Regions from separate parts of the Danio rerio genome. Here regions 1 and 3 are each linked to region 2. Evidence: chromatin contacts called from public HiChIP or PLAC-seq and Micro-C data. All regions are on one chromosome and are shown on one strand. Each heading gives the region's core, a stretch centred on a gene start, on an enhancer-like site or on the middle of the called end of the contact. The rest is flanking DNA. Distances are from core to core; before and after follow the strand shown. Region 1 holds the start of tgfb5 (transforming growth factor, beta 5). Region 2 holds the start of si:dkeyp-115e12.6. Region 3 holds the start of trmt112 (tRNA methyltransferase activator subunit 11-2).

What was found. Hi-C and Micro-C count contacts between places; a contact is called where the count stands out from the background. HiChIP or PLAC-seq counts read pairs in DNA pulled down with a chosen protein or histone mark.
Region 1: a contact with region 2 is called in an H3K4me3 HiChIP or PLAC-seq map of embryo, with 6 times the contacts expected there. The contact joins the promoter of tgfb5 here to the promoter of si:dkeyp-115e12.6 in region 2. A contact is called at or near these places in 1 of 18 Hi-C or Micro-C datasets (caudal fin) and 1 of 4 datasets of contacts at active chromatin or transcription factors (embryo).
Region 3: a contact with region 2 is called in a Micro-C map of caudal fin, with 3 times the contacts expected there. The contact joins the promoter of trmt112 here to the promoter of si:dkeyp-115e12.6 in region 2. A contact is called at or near these places in 2 of 18 Hi-C or Micro-C datasets (caudal fin and an unstated tissue).

What each region holds. Positions count from the first base shown.
Region 1 is chr14:9,348,002-9,351,157 of GRCz12tu, forward strand. It overlaps tgfb5 (transforming growth factor, beta 5), which reads right to left and starts at 1,369. Exons shown (of 7, transcript XM_021481114.3): 1 at 964-1,369. The coding sequence starts at 1,312.
Region 2 is chr14:9,188,619-9,191,430 of GRCz12tu, forward strand. It overlaps si:dkeyp-115e12.6, which reads left to right and starts at 1,395. Exons shown (of 16, transcript XM_073922527.1): 1 at 1,395-1,589.
Region 3 is chr14:9,367,144-9,370,190 of GRCz12tu, forward strand. trmt112 (tRNA methyltransferase activator subunit 11-2) reads right to left here and starts at 1,683. Exons shown (of 4, transcript NM_001020752.1): 1 at 1,489-1,683. The coding sequence starts at 1,563. atg2a (autophagy related 2A) reads right to left here. Exons shown (of 43, transcript XR_012390218.1): 43 at 3,034-3,047.

The sequences.
Region 1 (3,156 bases), core at 119-2,618, 160 kb after region 2:
TGATAAAGTTTGGTGAAAACAAAATGACATATAATTTCAATATAAAAAGGTAATTGTGGACAATTTTTTTTTACCTTTTATCTTGAATATGTCAATGATTAGTAACAACATTGGCTTTGATGCATTGTTGGATTTCAAATTTTTCTCCCTAATTTACTGTTGGTGGCTATTTTTGCTCCTTTTACTTTCATTATAACCTCATTTGATGATGCATAAAAACACAGTCTTTGTTTTTATTTACTCCTTGTAGTTCTGAGAGCTGAGATGCAGATTTAGATTTTCTCAGAAACTTCAAGGTAAGTGCACAAAAGTCACTCTCACTCACACACACACACACACACACACACACACACACACACACACACACACACACACACACACACACACACACACACACACACACACACACTTTGATTTGCTGTTATGCTCCATAAATCCAAAAACAAAACCAACTATTAACTATTAATGGTGCCAACTGATGATTAACAGTAAAAAATACTAATTTTACCTCTTCCCAACAGGGAAAACCACCAACACTTAAAAATGCATGATTACATGGAGTCATGGTTTTTGTAATCATAAAAATGTGATTATAATGAAAGTCAATGGGTCAAAAACAATGCATTAAAGGCAATGTTGTTTTGCATGTCTAAGACGTATAGGTAAAAAGCAAAAAAAATCCAGTCCACAATTACTTTTTATATTGAAAATGTGTAATTTTGTGACATAATTTATTAATTTGGCAATTAAAGGGATATAAATCCTGAAATTTTCTAACCAATTTAGTAGTTTTGATCAGGACTAAGGTTAATTAACAGATTTTTCCAATTAAGACCTAAAATCACCCTAGAGTGGATGAAAATATCCCCAACAGTAATCATTTCAATAAATGGTTTTCATACACACACACGCATTACTTTGAATGATGCAAGCATTAAAGTGGGCATCAGCATCATCACTCACTGGTATCAGTGCGCAGCGGCATCATGTTGACCCTCTGCACCTCTTTGGCGTAATAATCCTCCTCGCTGCTCTCCCGCTCGCACGCGGCCTCCGCATGGCGCGCGCGCTCCTTCAGCAGCTCCTTCGTGCTGTTATAAAGCAGCATCACCTCCGCCGGGACAGGCTGCGGTGTCGGGCTCGCCTCGGGATCCGGTGGACTCCGAATGCGCAGCTTGCTCAAAATCTGCCCGCGCACAGCCTCGATCCTTTTGGACTTGTGGTCGTCTAAGTTGTAGGAATGGCACGTGGAGAATCCTTCCGCAGACGCAAAGAGTTTGAGAACGAGCAAAGTCAGATTGATGAACCACATGGTCGGTTGACAGCTGAGAGGCTCGGGTGCGCAGCTATGTAACGCCGGGTTGTCTTCGGGGAGCGCGCGCACTGAGCAATGGAACAAACCCCAAAGTGCGTGGCTGCGCTGCTCGCGTCCGCGTGCACCAGGTGAATGAGCAGCTCTGCTGTCAGATACGCGCTTTTACCTTCTCACACACTTGTTTTCCTACACTCATACAGACTACTTATGGTCAGAATAATAAAAAGATGGTTGCGCAAAGCACCTCACTGTGTTAATGACAAGCTATTTTAAGTTAATCGGTTTTTCTTTCTTTCCTGAAGGTAATATTCAAAGCGCAATCTTTTAAGGTAGGACTTACGTAACTTCAATTATTTTGACGTGGCTTTCAGTAAACCACGACACGATTTTCAACATGCAGCTTTTATAAGTGTTTGTATACTCGTTGTGTCGTGAGACAAGTGTCTAATTATGTTGTCGCTAAAACTTTAGTTTACTATAGTAACCTCCTCAGTGGCAAATATTTTCCTTTTTAAGCGTCTTTTTGGATGATAAAGATAAACTTTGGTATCGCCAAAATGTAAAGATAACACAAAAAATAATGTATTTGAATTAAAACAGTTTAGTAAGATCCACAACCGTTCGTTTTCCCCTTTTAATGGTCTAAACTGTAAACAAAATCCTCTGTAATTTACACCTGGCATGAACTATCTGAGGTTATGCCAATTTTAGATGTTATTCTGATTTCTGTGCATGTGGTGATGGCAAGCATAATATAGTCCATGATTATCCAATCCCAGTAATACTAATCTGAATCTACAAACACAGCCTTTCCATTATGCTTCCCCGGCTTTTAAGTATTTACCGGTAAGATAATAAACAGAACTGTTCCTCATGCTCGTCTGGTATCCAATGATTCAGAGAGAAACTCCAAGTGCTGCTTAGAATTCTTGTGGTTTGTCTTGGAGCTTTAGTGAGGACCGCTAGTACTTTCTTTCAAAGTGACTCTCCAGCTCCTTTCCCATGATAGCTATAAGAGATCAGGTCAGATTTTATTTCTTTTTTTTTTTTTCTGCCTTGAGTCAAGATGCAGGTCTGCCATCCAAATGTTCAATCAAGCTCTTGAAGTTGCTTTAGGAAAATGAAATTATCCCATGACAAAGACTGACTGTCCTCCAGCGGCATAGAGTTGAACGGGATTTAATATAAACAAGATGAGAAAAGGCTAGTCTAGGCTTGGCCTATACCAGAATACATCTTGTGCGAAGAGTAATCCATTTCAAAGGAGGCAGGGGAAAAAATGACAAGGCCAAAAACGCCAGACGTCAAAGAGAGCCTTTGAAGGTGTGAACTTAAGTATGCTATAATTAAAAAGAAAAACTCCTTTGAGTTTCAGAGCGACCAGAAACATCTCTTCAACAAAACAAGTTCCTAAAGTTTGGAGAGGAGGAAGAAAACAGCAGCTGTGTGTGGGAGAGCGAGAGGAAGGGAGGGAGAGAGGGAAGGACAAAAAGAGGCAAGTGCTAAGGACAAAACATAATCTCCAAGATAGCCTAAATTTCAAGCATTCAAAATTATTATGGTTTCACACCTTAAAACGTTGTTCAGATGTTGCATTGCGAGACATGATCAGGGTTTTGTGCTTAAAACATTGCATGTAGGACTAACTTTATATCCCAAGCTTCCTTTGGTTGTCAGTTGTTTTTAAAACAAATGAAGTATTTCTTGCTAAATGACAATCTTTTTAATTAAAATAGTGGTTTATTTTAGCTAGAAGGAGTGAGTTATCTTTATGCCACTACAGTAACTTAGTTTGCTTCTCCTGAATCGTGTTATGGCTAAATGTTAATTAAACTTGTCAA
Region 2 (2,812 bases), core at 145-2,644:
TTTTATCAACACATTTTAAACATAATAGTTTTAATGACTCATTTCTAATAAAGGATTTATTTTATCTTTACCATGATGACAGTAAATAATATTTGACTAGATATTTTGCAAGACACTTCTATACAGCTTAAATTGACATTTAAAGGCTTAACAAGGTTAATTAGGCTAACTAGGCAGGTTAGGGTAATTAGGCAAGTTATTGTATAACGATGGTTTGTTCTGTAGACTGTCGAATAGAAATATAGCTTAAAGGGGCGAATAACTTTGTTCTTAAAATGGTTAATAAAAAATAAAAACTGCTTTCATTCTAGCCAAAATAAAACAAATACGACTTTCTCCAGAAGAAAAAATATTATCAGACATACTGTGAAAATTTCCTTGCTCTGTTAAACAATTTGGGAAATAATTAAAAAGAAAAAAAAATCAAAGGGGGGCTAATAATTCTGACTTCAACTGGTTGACTGACAAGTTCAACTACTTTAATATATCAGGAGTTTAGATGCAAAAACCTCCAAAAGCCATTATATATTTTTTTCTAAAATTATAATTTGTAGGCTCAGTAATTTTACTTTCATAGTGACGAATAAGTCCTTTTCATTGCCTTTTAAGTGAAATACCTAAGCATAAACAAAGGAGGCTGAGAAAAACGCTCATTTTAGGAGAACATTTCTGATGACATTTAGAGGTTTTTGCATCTGAACTCTTCATATATATATATATAGGGCCTAGATACATATACATACAGACACACACACATTTGTTTCTTGACCTTAATTGGCCATAGTAAAAAAATAAAAACATTTAATTATTACAATTCACCTTAGAAATGTTCATGACTTTTTAAACTTACTTAATTTGTTTGTTGCCAATTTATTTATTAATTCGTTTGTGTATTAATTACTTCGTTGATTTTTTTCACTTTTCCTTCATCGCATATTATTCAGTCGTTCATTTCTTTCTTTTTATTTACTTATTTATTAATTCTTTACATATTTGTTTATTTATTGGTTCGTGTATTTGTTTCCTTGTTCATTTGTTCAAATTGTCTTACGACATAAATAAACAAAGTACACGTAGAGAAAATTTGTAATTAATAAATAAATGCAATTATACTCTGCCTCCAATGCTGGTTAATTTTAAATAAACATAAAGAAATGTTATGTTTAAATGTAATGAAATATAATGAAAACTTCGTAAGCAACATGCAATTATAATATACCTTGTTCAATATCTGATGTATATATATTTCAGTGCTGTGTCACTTTATTTAAAGATATTAAAATAAAATGTAAACAAAAGACTGTGGGCGCCACTGCGCTTTAGCTCACCGCTCAAATCCCCGCCTACTCCGTCACGTCACGGACCCTCGCGCCCAGCGTCAAATCAACTTCGCCAGTTGTGAGGGGCAGGAGGTTCAGCGACCGCGTGTGCTTCAGTTTGACTGGGGAAAAATAACGACAATCTGGAACCTTTCAACGACTAAGCTTTTCATCTTCAATTCAAATACTTATCGCTTTTATTTCAGTAAAACACTCGCAGACGCGGATTAACACATCAGAATCACCGCGCTTCAGAGAGATCAACAACCGGTAAGTGATGCCACGTTGTTTGATTGTTGATGTTTTATTCAAACTGTGCGAATATTGTTTTTAATTCGCTTTTCCTAGTAGAGAACCAATTGAAAATGCACCCTCAGCACACTCCTGGGGCCTGTTTCAGAAAGGAGGTTAACTGAAAACTCAGAGTATTTTAACCCTGAAATGAGAGAAACTCTGGGTTTTCCGTTTCAAAATGGCAGGTTTGTTAAACTCGAGAAAGCAGGGTAAGTCAAGCCTGTTTCTGAAAGAAAAGTAACTTTAAATCAGAGTCAGTTACTGTGGTAACTTACTCTGTGAATCTAACCTGGTCAGAAGCAGGTTTTATTCTCTAAACTCTGAGTTTCTGTCTGTCTCCTCCCCTTTTTTAAAGATGAAGCGGTATTTCTTGTCTTAGCCTTATGTTTCCAACCACCTATTTTAATGCTCATTTTGGATACGTGCATAAAAACGATTGATAGAAACGTCATGATGCACATAACTTTTAAAAATATGCATAAAAAACGCGCATAACTGAGTAGGATAAACTTTTATTCGATAGAAAATCTGCGCATAAACTACGATGGAAACACTTTTACTGAACAAATTACAGTATGTACATTAAAAAAAAGATCATGATCATATGATAATGAAAAAGTGTGTAAATGGACAAACCAGCAGACGGGCACACTTTAACATGTCTTAAATATTGTTTTAGTCATTCTAAAATGCCTTAACTGTTTCAGTATTAGTGTATATTATTAATTACCTCCGAACGTCTGATGCATGTCAAGAGTCTCCGCATCTCATGGCTTCAGACGCCCCCACGTGTTCATTGTGCTTCAGCATTGTCTTCTGACATCGAGGCGCAAGTACATTAATTAGGCTAAATAAAGAATTAATTGACGCAGCTTCTTCTACCACAGAAAATTCTGTTTTTACTGTTGATATTTGGTGCCAGTTTAATCAGGAAGTGACAATTTTTTTCTCTATGACTCGTTGGATGGAATTTTTTTTCGCAAATTGTATGCAATATTCAAGTTTTGCACATAAATTTATGTAATATATTTGGATGGAAACATAGCTATTGCCTACATTTTAGTCACACACAGAAGAACTGTACTAGAATGGCTTATCCTTTTTTAATAAATAATTAAATTGAATTCACCTTCGACATGCACTGTAACTAGATTAATGGGATTATTATTCTTTCTAAAAATTATTTTTAGTACTGCTTA
Region 3 (3,047 bases), core at 433-2,932, 180 kb after region 2:
AGCCAATCACATGGCAGCAACTCAGTGCATTCAGGCATGTAGACATGGTCAAGACAATCTGCTGCAGTTCAAACCGGGCATCAGAATGGAGAAGAAAGGGGATTTAAGTGACTTTGAATGTGGCATTGTTGTTGATGCCAGACGAGCTAGTATCTGAGAATTTCAGAAACTGCTGATCTACTGGGATTTTCACGCACAACAATCTCAAGGGTTTACAGAGAATGGTCTGAAAAAGACAAAATATGCCACTCCTGTCAGCTAAAAACAGGAAACTGAGGCTAAAATTGGCACAGGCTCACCAAAATTGGACAAAAGACTATTGGAAAAACATTGTCTGGTCTGATGAGTCTCGATTTCTGCTTTGGATGGTAGGGTCAGAATTTGGCATCAACAACATGAAAGCATGGCTCCATCTTGCCTTGGTTCAACAATTCAGACTGTGGTGGTGTAATGGTGTGGGGGATACTTTCTTGGCACACTTTGGGCTCATTAGTACCAATAGAGCATCGTGTCGACGCCACAGCCTACGTGAGCATTGTTTCTGACCATCTCCATCCCTTTATGACCACAGTGTAGCCATTTTCTGATGGCTACTTCCAGCAGCATAACGCGCCATGTCATACAGTGCGAATCATCCCAGACTGGTTTCTTGAACATGACAATGAGTTCACTGTAGTCAAATAGCCTCCACAGTCAGCAGATCTCAATCCATTAGAGCACCTTTGGTATGGGAGATTCTCATCATGGATGAGTAGCCAACAAATGATATCATGTCAATATGGACCAAAATCTCAGAGATTCAACCTTGCTGAATCTATGCCCCGAAGGATTAAGGCAGTTCTGAAGGCAAAAGGGGTCCAAAGCGGTAATAGTAAGGTGTACCTAATAAAGTGGCCGGTGAGTGTACTTTACTATATCATGGTTCAAAAACACTATAGTAATTACTATGGTATTTTTTTATGTGGGTTTATTTAAGGATCATGGTACAGCTGTACATTTCTTAACTTATTTCTATCATCAAACCATCAGATTAAAACGCAGTAACGTTAACATTTAGCATTATCATCACGTTACACATGTGATAATGTTACACATTATTATACAGTTTGGTATAAATGTATGTAACGTTAAATAACAATGTAATATTATTTCGCCCATATTTAAATATTTTAGTTATTATATACAGTCAAACTATGTGACTGTAACATTTCATCAAGCTGCAAATGCAAGCTGTTTTTTGCAAAAAAAAAACAGTTGACAAGTTTGTAACAATATTTGTTTCCAATGCAGAATATGAATTACATTGTCAATGAAAAAGAGATACGAGAAAGAAAGACAGGAAAAAAAGAATAAAAAACATGATATAAACTTGAGGGTAAGACATTTAAGAATCAAGAACAGTACGTAAATTAAGGTCATTACAAAATAAAATAGTTCTGTTTGCTTTCTTATTTTTAGATAATGAAATTAATTGTATATAAAGCTCACCTTGATAATGAGCGGGTATCCTTTGGTAACACCTTTAACGTGCGAGGTCAACATGTTGTGTGTTAACAGCTTCATGTCGGCGGTGTGTGGGTATATATTCTAGTATTAAGACTCAAATATTTGGTGATTACAGAAGCGTGGAATTTAAGAAGTTCAGCATAACATAAACACGCGTTTATCACGATGACTGTGTGCAACCGCTGAAACAACTCCCCGAGAAACAAAGCACGGTGTATTGGGTTCCGCTTAGCCTGGCTAACTAACATTAGTCTCAATTTTTTTCCAAGTAAGTTTTAAAGTATAAAGTACAATTGCACAAATGTATGTTTCATAAACTGCTTATTTAAAATGGCATTAATGCCGGCAATTAATTCTATCCAAACTAATATTCAGTATAATTCTATTATAGCTGCTGGTTAGCAATTAAACTCAATAAAACAACACTTGCAGACTCTCGGAGAAAGCCAAACTGTAATTGTATTTATTTTAAGGTTCTCCACTGCTTAAATTGATAGATAAATTATTTAGGGGTATCAACAGAGTCTTTTGGCACGTTTGATATGTTTGGCCTTGTCTGAACTACAAGTACTGTACTTTGTTCTCAAATAATATTTATTTAGTGGCAGTACTAACTGACATTATGCCATCTTTTAAAAACATTTTTCTAAATAATTGAAACCCCATAATAACCATGTAAATATATACTCCCTGGCCACTTTATTAGGTATACCTTACTAGTGCCGAGTTGGACCCCCTTTTGCCTTCAAAACTGCCTTAATCCTTCGTGGCATAGATTCAACAAGATACTGAAAATATTCCTCAGAGGTTTTGGTCCATGATGACAGCATCACACAGTTGCTGCAGATTTGTCAGCTGCACGTCCATGATGTGAATCTCCTGTTCCACCACATCCCAAAAGGTGCTCTATTGGGTTGAGAGATGGGGACTGTGGAGGCCATTTGAGTACAGTCTCACTGTCATGTTAAAGAAACCAGTCTGAGGTGATTCGGGCTTTATGACATGGTGCGTTATCCTGCTGGAAGTAGCCATCAGAAGATGGGTACACTGTGGTCATTAAGGGATGGACATGGTCAGCAACAATACTCAGGTAGGCTGTGGTGTTGACACAGTTCTCAGCTGGTACTAATGAGCCCAAAGTGTACCAAGACAATATCCCCTAAATCATTACATCTCCACCAACATGGCATTTTTGTCCCACAGAACCATAAAAAAAAATGCTAAAGTGTTGTAAATGCTATAATACACTCTAGAATGGTTAAAAAATGCTGTTATATTTATTATATATTAGTGTTTTAGTGTACTATAGTATTTTTTTCATGTGGGTAAAACACACATCCGCAACTGTTAACAAAAAATGCTTGGTTAATGTAGCATTTGTTAATGTAATAACTGCTCAGAAAGCCGAATCCTTTGCTCAGTTGTTAAAAAAAATAGATTTTCTAAGAGAGCAATGACACAAAATCTTCCTTTAAGGAATAATCTATTCATTCCTCTGTTTTAAAATGTACAACAGCAAACTACAACTTTTTTTCAAATGC